2 separate regions of the Oryctolagus cuniculus genome follow, and region 1 is linked to region 2. A link is a contact called in public Micro-C data. All regions are on one chromosome and are shown on one strand. The core of a region is the stretch at or near the end of the contact, and the rest is flanking DNA. Distances in the headings are between cores, read along the strand shown. Region 1 holds the start of KANSL3 (KAT8 regulatory NSL complex subunit 3). Region 2 holds the start of ANKRD23 (ankyrin repeat domain 23).

What was found. Hi-C and Micro-C count contacts between places; a contact is called where the count stands out from the background.
Region 1: a contact with region 2 is called in a Micro-C map of ear pinna, with 4 times the contacts expected there. The contact joins the promoter of KANSL3 here to the promoter of ANKRD23 in region 2. A contact is called at or near these places in 2 of 6 Hi-C or Micro-C datasets (ear pinna and psoas muscle).

Annotation. Positions count from the first base shown.
Region 1 is chr2:111,078,004-111,085,474 of mOryCun1.1, forward strand. KANSL3 (KAT8 regulatory NSL complex subunit 3) reads left to right here and starts at 3,130. Exons shown (of 20, transcript XR_011386485.1): 1 at 3,130-3,219; 2 at 4,247-4,512.
Region 2 is chr2:110,883,693-110,890,643 of mOryCun1.1, forward strand. It overlaps ANKRD23 (ankyrin repeat domain 23), which reads left to right and starts at 1,865. Exons shown (of 9, transcript XM_070068768.1): 1 at 1,865-2,001; 2 at 4,808-4,954; 3 at 5,066-5,194; 4 at 5,757-5,885; 5 at 6,032-6,130; 6 at 6,218-6,316; 7 at 6,452-6,550; 8 at 6,691-6,789; 9 at 6,897-6,951. The coding sequence starts at 4,910. It overlaps ANKRD39 (ankyrin repeat domain 39), which reads left to right. Exons shown (of 4, transcript XM_002710017.5): 4 at 1,537-1,900. The coding sequence ends at 1,680.

The sequences.
Region 1 (7,471 bases), core at 1,880-4,379, 200 kb after region 2:
AGTATTTTATTGCTTTTCATGGCTCTATAAGTTCATTGCATGGAAATACCATATTTTGTTTATCCAATTATCAGTTGATGGACATTTAGGTTGTTTCCATTTTTTTTAACGTTTTAATTGGTTTCCATATTTTTTTTTTTTTTGACAGGCAGAGTGGATAGTGAGAGAGAGAGACAGAGAGAAAGGTCTTCCTTTGCCATTGGTTCACCCTCCAATGGCCGCCGCGGCCAGCACACCGCGCTGATCCGATGGCAGGAGCCAGGAGCCATGTGCTTTTCCTGGTCTCCCATGGGGTGGCATCCTCCACTGCACTCTGTCGCTCCCCCTCTTCATGGAGGAACGACACTAAACCCTGCCTAGGCTTCATATCCGAGTCACGGCACCATTATGTCGCTCCCCCTCTTCGTGGAGGAACGACACAGGACCCTGCATTGTTCTTTCGTCTGCTCGGCCCTCCCCGGGTTTGCTGCTGGTTCTTCCCAGGTTGGCTGCCGTCCCTCCCACCTCCGTGGAAGGGCGGTTCCCCCTGGCCACTTTCCCCACTTCCGCGGGGGAGCGGCACACCACCGGCCGGCTCTCTCCGGGGCTGCACAGGTGTTCCTTCAGATAGATGTTCCTGGTGCATGTTGTCTCTCTCCTCCTTTATAGTCCTCTTCCACCAACCCCAACTCTGCTACCCACACGCCGAGTACGCTGCTCTCCTCCAATCAGGAGCAGGATCAGCTCCTGCAGGTCATCACTCAAGTTGGCGAGAGGCAGCTGCGTAGAAGTTGTTTACTTCCTTCTCAGCGCCATATTGTGGGAGAGCAGATGCATAGAATAAGTCTTAATTCCAGTAACAGTCTAGTCCGAGTTGCTCCCCACAGCACTCCCTGGCCACAGCAGAGAGCTGGCCTGGAAGAGGGGCAACCGGGACAGAATCCGGCGTGCTGGCGCCACAAGGCGGAGGATTAGCCTATTGAGCCGCGGCGCCGGCCGCAGTTTCCATATGTTTTTTAAAAATAGATAAATATCTATTTGTTTGAAAGGCAGAGCAATGGGGGGGGGGGCGGGAGAGAGAGAGAGAGAGAGAGATATCTTCCATCTGCTGGTTCCCTTTTCAAATGCCTGCAATAGCCAGAGCATGGGCAGTTCTAAGGAGCCTGGAACTCCATTTGGGTCTCCCATGTGGGTGACAGGGAGCCAGCATCTGCTGCTCCCAGGCTAGGCCGTAGCAGACAGTGAATGGGAAGCAGAGACAGGACTGCATCCCAGGTGCTCGGAATGGGATGTGGGCGTCCCAAGCAGTGAGTTAACCCACTGTACAACATCTGTTCTGATTGTTTCATATTTTAGCTATTGTGAATAATGCTACACTGAGCATGCATACGTTGTTTTTGTGTGGACATATATTCCAGGTCTCTTGGGTATAAACTTGGGCATGGGCTTGCTAGGTCCTACAGTAATTCTGTGTTTTAACTTTCTGCAGAATTCCAGCAAATGGAAAAATCTCTCTCTCGTCTTTCAAGAAAGAAAAGAAAAAAACAATGAAGGGGAGGCAGTTCAGGGTAGAGGTCGGGTCTGGAGGGTTGTAATCTCAGCTCCAACACGAGCCCAGCAAGCAAGACCTCCTCTGTTTCTACCTGTACCAGGACAGCAGTCATCCCTTGTCCTCGGATGCACCCCGAGGCTCCCTCTGAAGGGCTGAATCGCAGGATGGTACCAACCCTATATAAACTATGTTTTTTTTCTATGATAAAGTTTAATTTATAAATTGGGCATAGTAAGAAATTAACAACAATAAGAACAAAATAGAACAATTAAAACAATATACCTTTGGCTGGCACTGTGGCTCATTTGGTTAAACCTCCACTTGTGGTGCCAGCATCCCATATGGGTGCCGGGTTCTAGTCCCGGTTGCTCCTCTTCCAGTCCAGCTCTCTGCTGTGGCCCAGGAGGGCAGTGGAGGATGGCCCAAGAGGTTGGGCCCTGCACCCGCATGGGAGACCAGGAAGAAGCACCTGACTCCTGGCTTTGGATTGGCGTAGCTCTGGCCGTGGCGGCCATTTTGGGGATGAACCAACTGAAGGAAGGCCTTTCTCACTATCTCTCTCTCACCGTCTAACTCTGTCTGTCAAATATATATATATATATATATTTATATTCCTTCTCCACAATTTCACAAGATTCTGTCTTACCATAGATCTTAGCAATCTCAGCATACAATTTTTTCTTTACTTATTGAGTAGAGAACTTTCACTTTTTCACTTAAAAAAGATGCACTTAAGGTGCCTGCTGTGTGGCATATCCAAATTGCCAGCGCGGAACTCTTTTGGAACCATTGTTAAGTCAAAGAGAAGTGACTTGCACACAAGCTTTCCAGTTCTCCACGACTGCTCTAGTAATTGAGACACATGCGAACAGGAAGAAATGGCGAGTGGCGTATACAGCGTGGATTCGCTGGACAAGGAGACATGATCCATGCCATGAGCAGGACAGAGGTGGGAGCTGGGGACTCACTCAGGGTCTTCCACGGGGGCAGCAGACACCCAGGTGCGTGAGCCATCACCTGGTACCTCCCAGGGTGCGCATCAGCAGGAAGCTGGAATCCAGAGTCAAGAGTTCAAAGCCAGGCACTCCAGAGGGGATGCTGGTATTGCATTGTCCTAACATTGTCCTAACTGTGGCTCCAAAGCCCGCTTCCTTTAGGGCAGGTTCCCTATTATAAGAACCAACACCACTCAGCGAAGCTCCGAACAGACGTTTTTCTTTAAATTTTCCTCATCTGTTTTTGATAAGGGTTTTTTTTTTTTTTTTAAAGAGCAGTTTTTGAACCAATGCACCTTTTTATTCCTTATAATCTATCTTTATTGTGGTGGTTTCTGTGGCTAAGAGCAAACCCCTAACAAGTAAATTCAGGGAGTGGGAGGTCTGGCGCCCTCCCCCCTTCCCCTCGGGGCGGCCATCACAGGCCGAGGGACCCCTTGGGCTGGGAGCGGCTGTAGCAGCCAGCTTCGTCCTTCGGCCTCACTTTCCCGCCATCTCCAGCCTCGAGACGAGCGCGCATTCCCCGCCCCGCCCCGCGCCTCTCCGGGCCTTGCCGCTCGCCGCCCCTCCCTTCCCCGGCAGCGATCTGCTTCCGTGTTTTCCCCGGAGCCGGGAGCGCCGGGGCGTGGAGGCGGCACCGCGCACGCGCGCAAGCGGCAGGCCCGGGCCGAGCGCGCGGCCGGGCGACCGCGGGTGAGAGAAGGGTCGGCCCCTGTGGGGGTGGCGGGCCGTGGGGGTCGCGGCCGCGGCCGGGGCGGGTGGGGGCCGCGGCCAGGGCCTCGGGGCTGCCGGGGCATGCGGGTAGTTGGCGCTGGAGGCCGGGGCAGGGACGAGCGGGCGGGTTGGGCCGGGGGCGGGCGGGGACCGCGTTTGGGCCGCCGTGACGCGGGCGCCTGGCCCGGCCCGCGGGAGTGGGGGGCGGGTGCCAGGCGGCTCCTCCTCGTCGCGAACTCTCGGTGACCTTGGCCAGGTCGCTTTAATTCTCTTAGCCGGCGGCTTGGTCTGTAAAATGGGACTCCTAAGCCCTGCGTCCAACGTGGGCCGCTTTGCGGTTCAGTGGCGGGAACCCCTCCAGGTGCCTGGAGTACCGGGCGGTTTGCTACCTCGGGGGAGAGAAAGGGCTTCCAGGCTGTCATGTTGTCCCAGGCCTGGCGCGGGTGGGGGGCGGGGAGACCCTCGTTTTTCTGTTGAAGAAAACCCAGGCTGTTACGAAGTAGTTTGCAAAACTTTGGTTTAACGCGGGACAGTGGAGACTTGAGGAAGGGGGCCCTGGCTGAGATGAGCGTCTTGGAGGTCCCCCCCACCCCCTGCCCTCCACCACTGGCCTGCTTTTCCATTGGTGCCCGCACTCGGGTTCACCCTCCGTGGTGGGCAGAAAGAGGCCCTCAGCTTTTAAAGAATTCGTATTTGTATATCCTGTTGTTTGCTAAGACCCCTCCCACCCACATAGAAGAATTTGGTGCTGACCACGCAAGTTCAGTGCCTGTCTCTGTGAGGTCCCCGCGAACCGTGGAATCAGTCAGCTCTGCAGTGGTCCAGTTTTGTTCGAGCTTGGATATGGAGCAAGTCGTGGCGTCATAGCCATTTTGGGCAGTGGTGTGGGATCTCAGGAACCCTCCCTATGGTGGGTATGAGCAGGTCACAAAAGTGAGCATATTCGCGGGTGTAGGCTGGGAGGAATTTAAAATAAATTGACCTAAACGGAAACTTTGCACCACAGGTGGCGAGCATGCAGTTGCCCATGCCTTGACCTTGCTGCCCGTCTATGGACATGGCCCACCGGGGTGGGGAGAGAGACTTCCAGACTTCAGCTCGGCGCATGGGCACCTCGCTGCTCTTCCAGCTTTCAGTGCATGAACGGGAGCTGGACCTGGTTTTTCTGGATCATAGCTATGCTAAGCCGTGGAGTGCCCACCCCGACGCGAGTAGTGCCCGCCCCACACGCATGCTCTTTGTTACTCCCCGGCGACAACACGAAACCACCATGTGAGTTTGGGCTCTTTTCTCTTAGGGGCTGACACTGCCCTAAGTGGGCAGTGATCAGCTGGTTGGGGGATGAGAGGTGATTTTTTCTTAGGGCTGATTGGGGGGCATTGTCTGGAGAGTGTGGATGTTTAACTCAACCGTCTCTGTAAAGCAACACAAGGATATGGACGTGTGCATTCATGGTGCCTGACAAGAGTTAGGAAAGCAAAATATCCCAGGGAAAGCAAACAGCCTTGGGTGGGGAAGCTCTTTTCTGCCAAGGGCTGTTTGCATACTTATATCATCGATCATGGGCCATATAAAATTATCAGCTTAAAAATTAGCCTTCCACAGACTTGTTGAATTCTGAGTCTTGCCTGCGGGTTACCTAGGCAGAACCAGACCAAAGGATTTCCCAGGCCTTTACCGCCTGCAGGCTAGACGTTCCCCACCCGAGTCTTAGATAATAGAACTTGGGTCAAATGGAAACTGAAGAGGATTATACTGGTGAAGAAAGACTGAGAAGTTGATTTTTAAAAAACTGCCATCCGGGATAAGATCCCTTTCACTTTAGTCCGGTGGCTTCTTGGACAGTAGCAACAGTAGCTTTTTTATGGTAGTGAATTTTGCTTTCCCTGGCTTCACACACACAGATTAGGAGCACATACCCAGGATGTTGCTTTCTCTCTCAGTGTGTTACAGACCTGTCTGTCATTCATGAGTTAATCGTCTAAACCCCTCCTAGGTCTAATTATATTTTCAGCTTGCCTATCTTAGAGTTAGGAAGTTTCATAAACTTACCAGGTGATAAGTGACACAGTTACATTAGATGAGATCTGTTTGATAGTTCTTTTGAGCTTTAAGGAATTCCTCACATTTCAAGATTTATTGATATGCTTTATTCCGATAATCAAACCATGCTCTTTTTTTTTTTTTTTTTTTTTTAAGATTTATTTATTTACTTGAAAGGCAGAGTTACAGAGAGGCAGAGGCCAGGGCGGGGGGATCTTCCATTGCTGGTTCACTCCCCAGATGGCCAGCAATGGCTGGAGCTGTGCCAATTGAAAGCCAGGAGCCAGGAGCTTCTTCTGAGTCTCCCACATGGGTGCAGGAGCCCAAGGACTTGAGCCATCTTCCACTGTTTTCCCAGGCTATAGTAGAGAGCTATATCGGAAGTATAGCAGGCAGATGCCCATATGGGATGCCGGCACTGAAGGTGTCGGCTTTACCTGCTATGCCACAGCACTAGCCCCACCATGCTCTTTTTAAAATATATTTATTTTTATTTATTTGGAAGGCAGAGTTAGAGAGGTCTTCCATATGCTGGTTCACTTCTCAAACGGCTACAACAGGCGGGACTAGGTCATGCCGAAGTCGGGAGCCTGGAACTCCCCCCACCCCCGCCCCATTGGTGTTTTTAATCTTACCTAATGTTTAACCTTTTCCTCAAACATGGATTTTAGTTTCGTTGAGAGATGGCTTGTATTTTTCATTTCTTACTTTTCCTCCCTGCCTTCTGTCCTTCCTTTGAAAGGCAGAGAAACAGAGAGCTGGTTCACTCCCCCAAATGGCTACAATAGCTGGGGCTTGGCCAGGGTAAAGCCAGGAGTTGAGAACTCCAGTTTCTCATGTGAATGGCAGGGGCCCAAGTACTTGGGCCATTTTCTGTGGCTTTCCCACAAGCAAGGAGCTAGATCAGAAGCAGAGCAGCTAGGACTTGAACTAGCGCTCCCAAATGGGATGCCAGTTTCAAGCAGTTGCTTAACCCCCTGTGCCAGTACCTGTATTTTGCCTCTTTAGATCCTGTCGTCGAGCCTTAATGAACCAGAGGTGCCTTGATGTTTGTTCTAAACACATGTAGAATAATGTTTTGTATTTAATTTCCCAACAACCTTAGTATTTTGTTGGCTTTTTTGGTTGTACTAGGCTCGGGAGCTGTTACTGTAGGCAATAATATACAGTAATAGACTGGCCTGGGGCATAACTGAAAAGTTCCTTTAAATAGAATTTGAAATCTTTTTCTCTGTATTGTGTAGTATTTCTTGTTGATCTTGAAAGTCCTGTGGCTGCACTAGGTGTTTCTGTGCCATGCCAAAGACAAGAGCCAAGGAACTCCCATCAAGCCTATCCGGGTCTCTCACATGGATTTTGGGTGCCCAAGTACTTCCAGGGAGCTGGGTTGGAAGTGGAGCAGCCAGGACTCAAACGGGTGCTCATATGGGGGGCTGGCATCTCAGGTGGAGTGCTGAAATGTTGGCTCCCCCCATGACCTTTTTTTTTAAAATGATATTCTGTGGAATTGATTGTTTTGGTACTTAGAAAATCATTTTCTCTTACAAATCCTTTCTCCATATATAGGCCCTAACAATGAGAATTTGGCATGTTCTAGAAACTTAGGCCACTGCGGTTTGTAGTATTTTGGCATTAAGGATGAGAGTAGAAGATAGGGAGAAATTGACAAGACTACCTCATACAGGAATTTGATTCTAAGAATGAGATCTAGTTTCTGTTTTAGAATGATCACTTTGGGGCTGGCGTTGTGGTGCAGCGGGTTAAAGCCCCAGCCTGCAGTGCAGGCATCCCATGTGGGCTGCTCTCCTTCTGATCCAGCTCTCTGCTGTGGCCTGGAAAAGCAGTTGAAGATGGCCTAAGTCCTTGAGCCCTTGCACCTACATGGAGACTTGGAAGGAGCTCCTGGCTCCTGACTTCAGATTTGTTCAGCTGCAGCTGTTGTGGCCATTTAGGGAGTGAACCAGCAATGAAAGACACACCTCCCCTTCCCCCCTCCCGCCCCCTCTCTACCTCTTTCAAATAAAATAAAATAAATCTTGAAAAGAAGAATGATCACTCTGAATTTTCATTGAATTGCTTATAGTGCAAGAGTGGAATTTAGAAGACTAGTGAGGAGGCCATTGGAGTGGTCTGAGAATGGGTCAAAAATCATGGTGGCTTGGATCAAGGTGGAAACAATACAAATGGA
Region 2 (6,951 bases), core at 615-3,114:
TCACCTGGCTGGCGTCACCCACGGGGGCGCAGCACTTTAGATGCATCGCATCCCCTGTTCTCTCATGTGGACAGGGAAAATGTGTGAGGGCTGGAAGTTATTCTTCTTTGCTAGGTTTTAAAATAAGCTATTTGCAAACTTTTTTTTAATGATTTATTCTGTTTATTTAAAAGGCAGAGTGACAGAGAGGGAGAAACAGAGAGAGAGCTCCCTGTGGCTTACTCCCCAAATGGCCGCAACAGCCAGGGCTGGGCCAGGCCAAAGCCGGGAGCCAAGATCTCCGTCTGAGTCTCCACATGGGTGCAGGGGCCCTAGCACTTAGGCCATCTTCCTCTGCCTTCCCAAGCACATTGCAGGGAGCTGGATTGGAGGAGCAGCAGCTGGGACTTGGAGCAGCACTCCAACGTGGGGTGCCGGCGTCACGGGCAGCAGCCTAGCCTGCTGCACCACAGTGCGGCCCCTGGTATTTTGCTTTCCGTGAGGAATTCTTGGGGCCGCATCTCGCCCTGCTCACAGCAGACCGCTGCTTGAACTAGGCAGCGAGACAGAAGCCACAGCCGGGTCTGCGCTCACCAGGAGGACCTGCTGCGTGAAGGTTCGGGCTCCGGAGGTCCCGTGGTGGATTCTGGGGCTGCTTCTCGCCCTGTGCGGGCCCCTGGCGTCCGTCAGTTTGCTGGGAGGTGCGGGGAAGGTACAGAGCCCAGCCGTCAGCAGGGCCGACTTCGCATCCCCACGTTGCCACGGCAGCTCGGGGACCTCGGGCAAGTTGCTTCGCTTCTGTGCGCTGCAGTCTGTCTGGGGCAGTAGTGGCGATTCCCACCTCCGAGAGGTATCGGGAAAGGTAAGCTACACAGTCGCTTACCTCGGTTACCTTTAGCGACATTTAGGAATTGCTGCCCAGGGGCCGGTGCTGTGGCACCATGTGGGCGCCAGTTCTAGTCCCGACTGCTCCACTTCCAATCCAGCTCTCTGCTATGGCCTGGGAAAGCAGTGGAAGATGGCTCCAGTGCTTGGGCCCCTGCACCAGTGTGGAAGACCTGGAAGAAGCTCCTGGCTTCAGCCTGGCCCATTGCTGGCCATTGTGGCCATCTTGGGGAGTGAACCAACAGATAGAAGAGCAGTCCCTCTCCCTTCCCCCGCTCTTAGCTTTGCCTTTCAAATAAATAAACAAATCTTAAAGTGATGCCCAAATGAGGATCCGTGTCTCAAAGGAGAAGAGAAGGCTGGGAACCCGAGCTCGTCTGGCGGCTGCCCGTGGCGCCCAGCACCCTGCAGGTGATGGCTGAATGGCCGAGCTGTTTGTGTGGCTCTGACCCAAGCCAGCAGTGGCCACAGGGTGGAGACATAGAAAGAAAGACGGGCTCCCGCCAGAGGGCCCTGGGCCCTCCACCGCCTCCTGGAGAGTCGCTGGGTTTCTAAAGGAGTTCGAGGAAACCGCCTCAGGCCGGCCTTGGCCCGCTTCCTCAGGATCTCAGAGGAGCAAGAAGGGGCAGGGTCTGGCAGGGGTGAGCCTGACCTGGGTGTGTCTGTCCCCAGGCTGCGGAGAAGGGCCACGTGGACATCTGCTCCCTGCTGCTGCAGCACAGCCCGGCCCTGAAGGCGGTCCGCGACCGGAAGGCGCGGCTGGCCTGCGACCTGCTGCCCAGCCACAGCGACCTGCGGGACCTGCTGGCCGCCTGAGAGAGAGGCCGCCCTCCTGCCGCACGCTGTGCGGAGGGAAACTGAGGCCAGAAGACCCCGGAAGAACCCCGCCGGGCCTCCGTGGATGTGAGGGAGGAGGTTTGGTGGGGCGGGACGTGCCTGCGCCCGGACAGGCGATCATGTTCTGAATCAGGTCCTGTGGGAACGTCCATCCATTTGGAAAAACCAATAAAGTCAAATCCCTACCTCCGCCCACAAAGATAAACCTCAAGATGAACGACCAAAAATCAGAGCACACAAGTGCGGCGCCCGTGGCGAGAGCTGCCCCTGCTCCGTCGGTCCCCCGGTGGCTGGTCCGAGGTGAGAGTGGTTACAGGGGGCCCGCCCCAGGGCCACCGTGGGGACTGGGGGAGGGGAGCTCCGTGGCGAGTGCTTTGCTTAGTTCCTGCTCCAGACGTGCTCAGTGCTGGCAGGGTCGGAACCCACTCCTTCCGGCCTGTGACCGGCAGAGGGCGCTGCTGCTTTAGTCTGCGGGCGAGTTACAGTGAGGGGAATACTGCTTCCCGCCCGTGTCGATTTCTTTTCTTGACCCAGAAAAGCCGTTTATATTCGGCATATCGATCCTCTGTTTTACACGTACATTTATGTCCATTCGTTTCAAATTTCTTCTGTCATGCTGTCACTTAACTCTGTTGGTGTCTGGCCACGGAAACCGGTACAGTCACGGTAGGTGGCAGTCTGGCCACATGTATTTAAATGAGCAGAGCCAGGAATCTGGCGCTTCTGGACTGCTCCCCCGTGGCTGCAGGGAGGTTCACGTGCAGGCACTCAGCCTGGGGGGCCCCCCGCAGAGGCGGTGCTGCCTGGGCTAGGGGCCCGAGGCCGCTTCCAGCAAAGGGTGCGTGCGTCTGGAGCTGCAGCTGGGCGGAGGAGAGCCAGGAGAGCAGGGAGCGCGTGCCTTCTCCCGGCACCCACGCGGGCTTTCCCCTGGGCCGGCAGGCCCTGGACTTCCTGTTTACTTTTGGGTTTTTAATTAGGAAGACTTTTTAAAATCAGCGCTAGCCCTGGCAGGGCGAGTGCTTTTTTGCTGAGTGTCTGGGGTGGAGCCTGCTGATTGCAATGCCCCTGTGCTCAGAGGCCGAGGCGCACAGGCTGAAGTCTGACTTTTTCTTGTCCACTTGTCCTCGTTCTAGTCTGGGTGAGTCTTTCCTCTTGTAGCCAAAGAGTTCTGTCGGAAAAAAAAATCCCCTGAAACCCCAGAGCTTAGTTTCTTCACTGTCTCGGGTTCTGTTGTGTGAGCTTCTGGACTTCACGGCCAGAGCTGCTGGCCTTTGGCCCTTGCTGACCCCGGCGCTCCCTGCTGTCTGGCGATGGCGGCCGCTGGGCTCTGGAATCTTATTTACTGGCTCTCAGGTTTCCTCGCAAAGGTCACCGCTGGGCGATGGGCCTGAGATCCAGGACTTTTGCTTACGGTGGCCTGAGACAGACTGCTCTGGGGCTGGTTTCATGGTTCCTGCTACATCCTGGGACCCGGGGCCGACCGCAGCCCCCCTTCCCTGTGGAGGGTGCACTCATGGCTGGGGGTGTCTGGTGGGGACCCACAGGGAGCATGGGAGACATTTGCGAGGCCCAGCCCCCCCACAGTGGCTGGCACAGCGTAACTCGGGCTGCCGGCATGGGAGGCAGGAGGGATGGGGGCAGCCTTGAGATCACACAGAGCTGTTTGTGCATTGTCATGTAGAGGCCAGCTCTTCCCTGCAGGATTCTGGCCAGCTTGTGCCAAGGTCACTGGGCCGGGTCTTGGAAGTTTCCCAGGCAGCCAGACTTCCAACAACATGGAAGCCCAAACTGGTCTCTTCCCTGGCGGGTGCGAACGCAGCAAGGTGGGAAAGGTGTCCCCTTGAGCACGGGCTCGTGGCTGGGCCGCGTGCTCGGTGGCTCAGCGGCTCCGAGCGGAGTGGGGTATGGCAGAGGTGCAGGCGAGGGCGTGTGGAAGGCGGCGGCTCCCTGTCTGCCTCGCGGGCTGCTTTCCCAGGCTGGTATTTTGGTCGATGTGACAGAACCCCAGAGTCATCTGTCCTTCCCTGCCCCCACCCGCCCCCAGGAGGAGGCCGAGCTATAAGAGGGCAGCGCCCGGGCTCTCACTGGGGGTGCGGAGAGCGGGGGGACCATGGACTTCATCAGCATTCAGCAGTTGGTGAGGACAGGGGGCGCCCCCCGGCAGGTCCCTGGCTATCGGGTGGCGGGCAGGCAGCTGCTCACTGGGGTCTGAGGGTCAGGGCGGAGGCACCAGGAGGTGGGCAGCTCCCGTCTGCTCTGTGCCTGGTTCTGCATGAGCTGCTGGCAGGCAAGGAAGAAGCTGGGTGTGGTGGCCGTGAGAGTCCTGGTGTGCACCGAGCCCCGCCCTGGATCGTGACAGGGAAGGGAGGCGGCAGACTCCGGGGAGCACGAGGGTGGCCACTGCTCTGGAGGGCCTGGGTGGGGGCAGGGAGAAGGGCATCCTTGCCCCAGGGGTGCTTTGGGCTTTGTCAGTGTTGGGGACCTAGAGGATGTCACGTTGCCCACCAGCAGTGGGGCCTGGGCAGCGTTGCTTTAGAAGGGAATCTGGTTCTGTCTGGCCGGGAGCCCCAGCCCCGTCATCCTATCATTCCAGCCTGTTCTCCCCACAGGCTCGGTCCTCAGTGCTCCCCAGCTGTGAGGGGAGGACTCACTCCCAAGCACGAGACCAGTAACTCCCGTAACCGCCCCAGCTCCTTTAGGTTAAGTGCAGGTTGGAGCCCGTTTTATGGAGACAGTTTCCCAGCAAGCGGAGTTGAATTCCCCCAGGGCGTGTGTCTCAGTCCCTCTGAGCTTGTACCGCAAGGCAGCATGGCGTGATCCGGTAGGAATCTAAGGCAGCAGCCCAGGAGGGAAGCTAAGCGGTCATCTGGCTCAAGGGTGCCTGGGCCCTGGCCAGCGGTATGGATGGATGCGGGCTCGCCTCACCCCTGGGTCCTGCTGACAGAGCAGGGCAGGCAGAGGTCACTCATCCCCCAGGACGTCACCGCGGATGGGAGGCAGCCTCTCCAGTCCCCAAAACTCACCCCGTCCACAGCCCTCGCCAGCCGTCTCCCTGGCACTGTACAACCCTGTTTTCTGATTGCTTGTCCTCTGCCTGTTCCTGCAGGTAAGTGGAGGAGGAGTTGGGAGGAAAGCGTTGGGAATCGGACATGGAGTCCCCGACCCCGGAGGCTGGCCCTGTGACTGGAGGCTGGGGCCCCAGGAGGCCATGGCCCGGGAGAAGCTGAGAGTGGAAGAGGAGAAGAAGGTGAAGGTGAGCGCTGGGTGGGAGTGGGGCGGCCGCCCCAGGGGCCCCGCCCTGCTCCAACCTCTGGCTGACGTCTGGCCTGCTCCTGTCTTCCGTCCACTCGCTGCGCCTTCTCAGCTTGAAAGATTTAACAGCTCCAGAGTCCATCTGGAGACGCTGGCTGACCTGGAACACTTGGTTCAAAGACGGAGAGAGAAGCGACTGAGACGCAGAGTCCCCCCCAGGGAACCTGAGCCCGTGGTTAAGGTGAGTGACAACGTGGGGCTGCAGGCCCGAGGAAGCGTTTCCTGTGGCGGGTGGCCAGGGGGGGCTTCCTCGCGGAAGGCTGCAGCCCAGGCAGTGCAGAGGGATGGCCTCCGAGGCCGGAGCAGCCCCTCACAGGGTGGCGCCCGTCTGCACGCGCTCAGAACCTGCTCCTGCCCTTCCGCTGTGCTTGCAGCTCCACCCCCTTCTCAAGTCCCTGGGCCTGCGGTGCCAAAGGAGCCCTTCATCCGAGGGCGTGTCGTGTCGGGCTGGGGCTTGCTTTAACAAGTCCACGTGGCCCCGCCTTGACCGTTGCCAAACGAGGTCACCCTCTGACACAGTGCGGGAGAGGACTTCACCACGCTCGTGTCGATCCCCAGCACTCTCTTGACACCTGTTGTCACAGTCTCCAGGGAGGGCAGGACTGAGAATTTGTGCAAACTGGAGTTTCTATCAGCCAACTGTGGGCGGGTCCAGTCAGCTGCTCGGGGACCAGGCTGGGCTGTGCGGCCAGGGGTGCCCACAGGCTTGGGAGTGATTCGGCCTTGGCCTTGAACTCGTGCAGCAGCAGCAGCCCCCGGCCCAGCTGGAGCCTGTGGCCCTGGAGACGTTCCTGAAGGCAGCTGCTGAGAACCAGGAGACCCTGATTGACAAGTACCTGGCCGACGGCGGGGACCCCAATGCCCACGACAAGGTAGTGTGGTGGGGGTCACTGGGCTTGCAGGACCCGCGGCTGCAGGCATGCTGTCCTCAGCCCTGTGGCACTGGCAGGAATCCACTGGGACCAGGGTGGGGCCCGGGGCTGCGCTCCCTCTGCCTAATCGCCCACGTCTCCCCCAGCTCCACCGCACTGCCTTGCACTGGGCCTGTCTGAAAGGTCACGGGCAGCTGGTGAGCAAGCTGCTGGCGGCAGGTGCCGCCGTGGACGCACGGGACTTGGTGAGAACGGGGTAGACCCCTCCTCGTGGCGGACGCCCTGCCTCGCCTACCTGCAGGTCACGGTGCTTTGTGGCTTTCGTTGTGCAGCTGGACAGGACCCCTGTGTTCTGGGCCTGCCGTGGAGGACACCTGGACATCCTCAAACAGCTGCTTAACCAGGGGGCCCAGATCAATGCCCGGGACAAGGTGAGGGACAGGGTGCCAACTTCCGGTGGCCCGCTGGGAGGAGCAGGGGAGCAGATGCTCTTGGTGAAGAGAAAGCACAGCCCTTTGGGAAGGAGGCCCTGGCAACCGAGACCCACCGCTGACCCCCCACTGCAGATCTGGAGCACCCCCCTCCACGTGGCCGTGCGCACGGGGCACTCTGACTGCCTGGAGCACCTCATCGAGTGCGGAGCCCGCATCGACGCGCAGGATAAGGTAGGTACTCGGGGCAGCTCCACTCAGGGACCTTGACCCTGTGCCAGATCAGAGGTGCAGTCCAGCCCCACAGACCTGAGTTCTCTGAGCAGTGGCCGACAGCAAACGCGGGGCAGCAGCGTGACTCCTTCCCTCTGCAGGAAGGCGACACAGCCCTGCACGAGGCTGTGCGGCACGGCCGCTACAAAGCCATGAAGCTGCTGCTGCTCTATGGAGCCAAGCTGGGCGTGCAGAACATGGTGAGTGGGAGCTGGGCCGAGGCCCGCAGCGTGTTGTGGTCTCGATGGCCAGTGTAACCCCTGAGAGCAAGGGGCAGACCCCAGTGACCCTGTGTCCTCATCCCCAGGCCTCCCTGACGCCGGTGCAGCTGGCCCGAGACTGGCAGCGGGGCATCCAGGAAG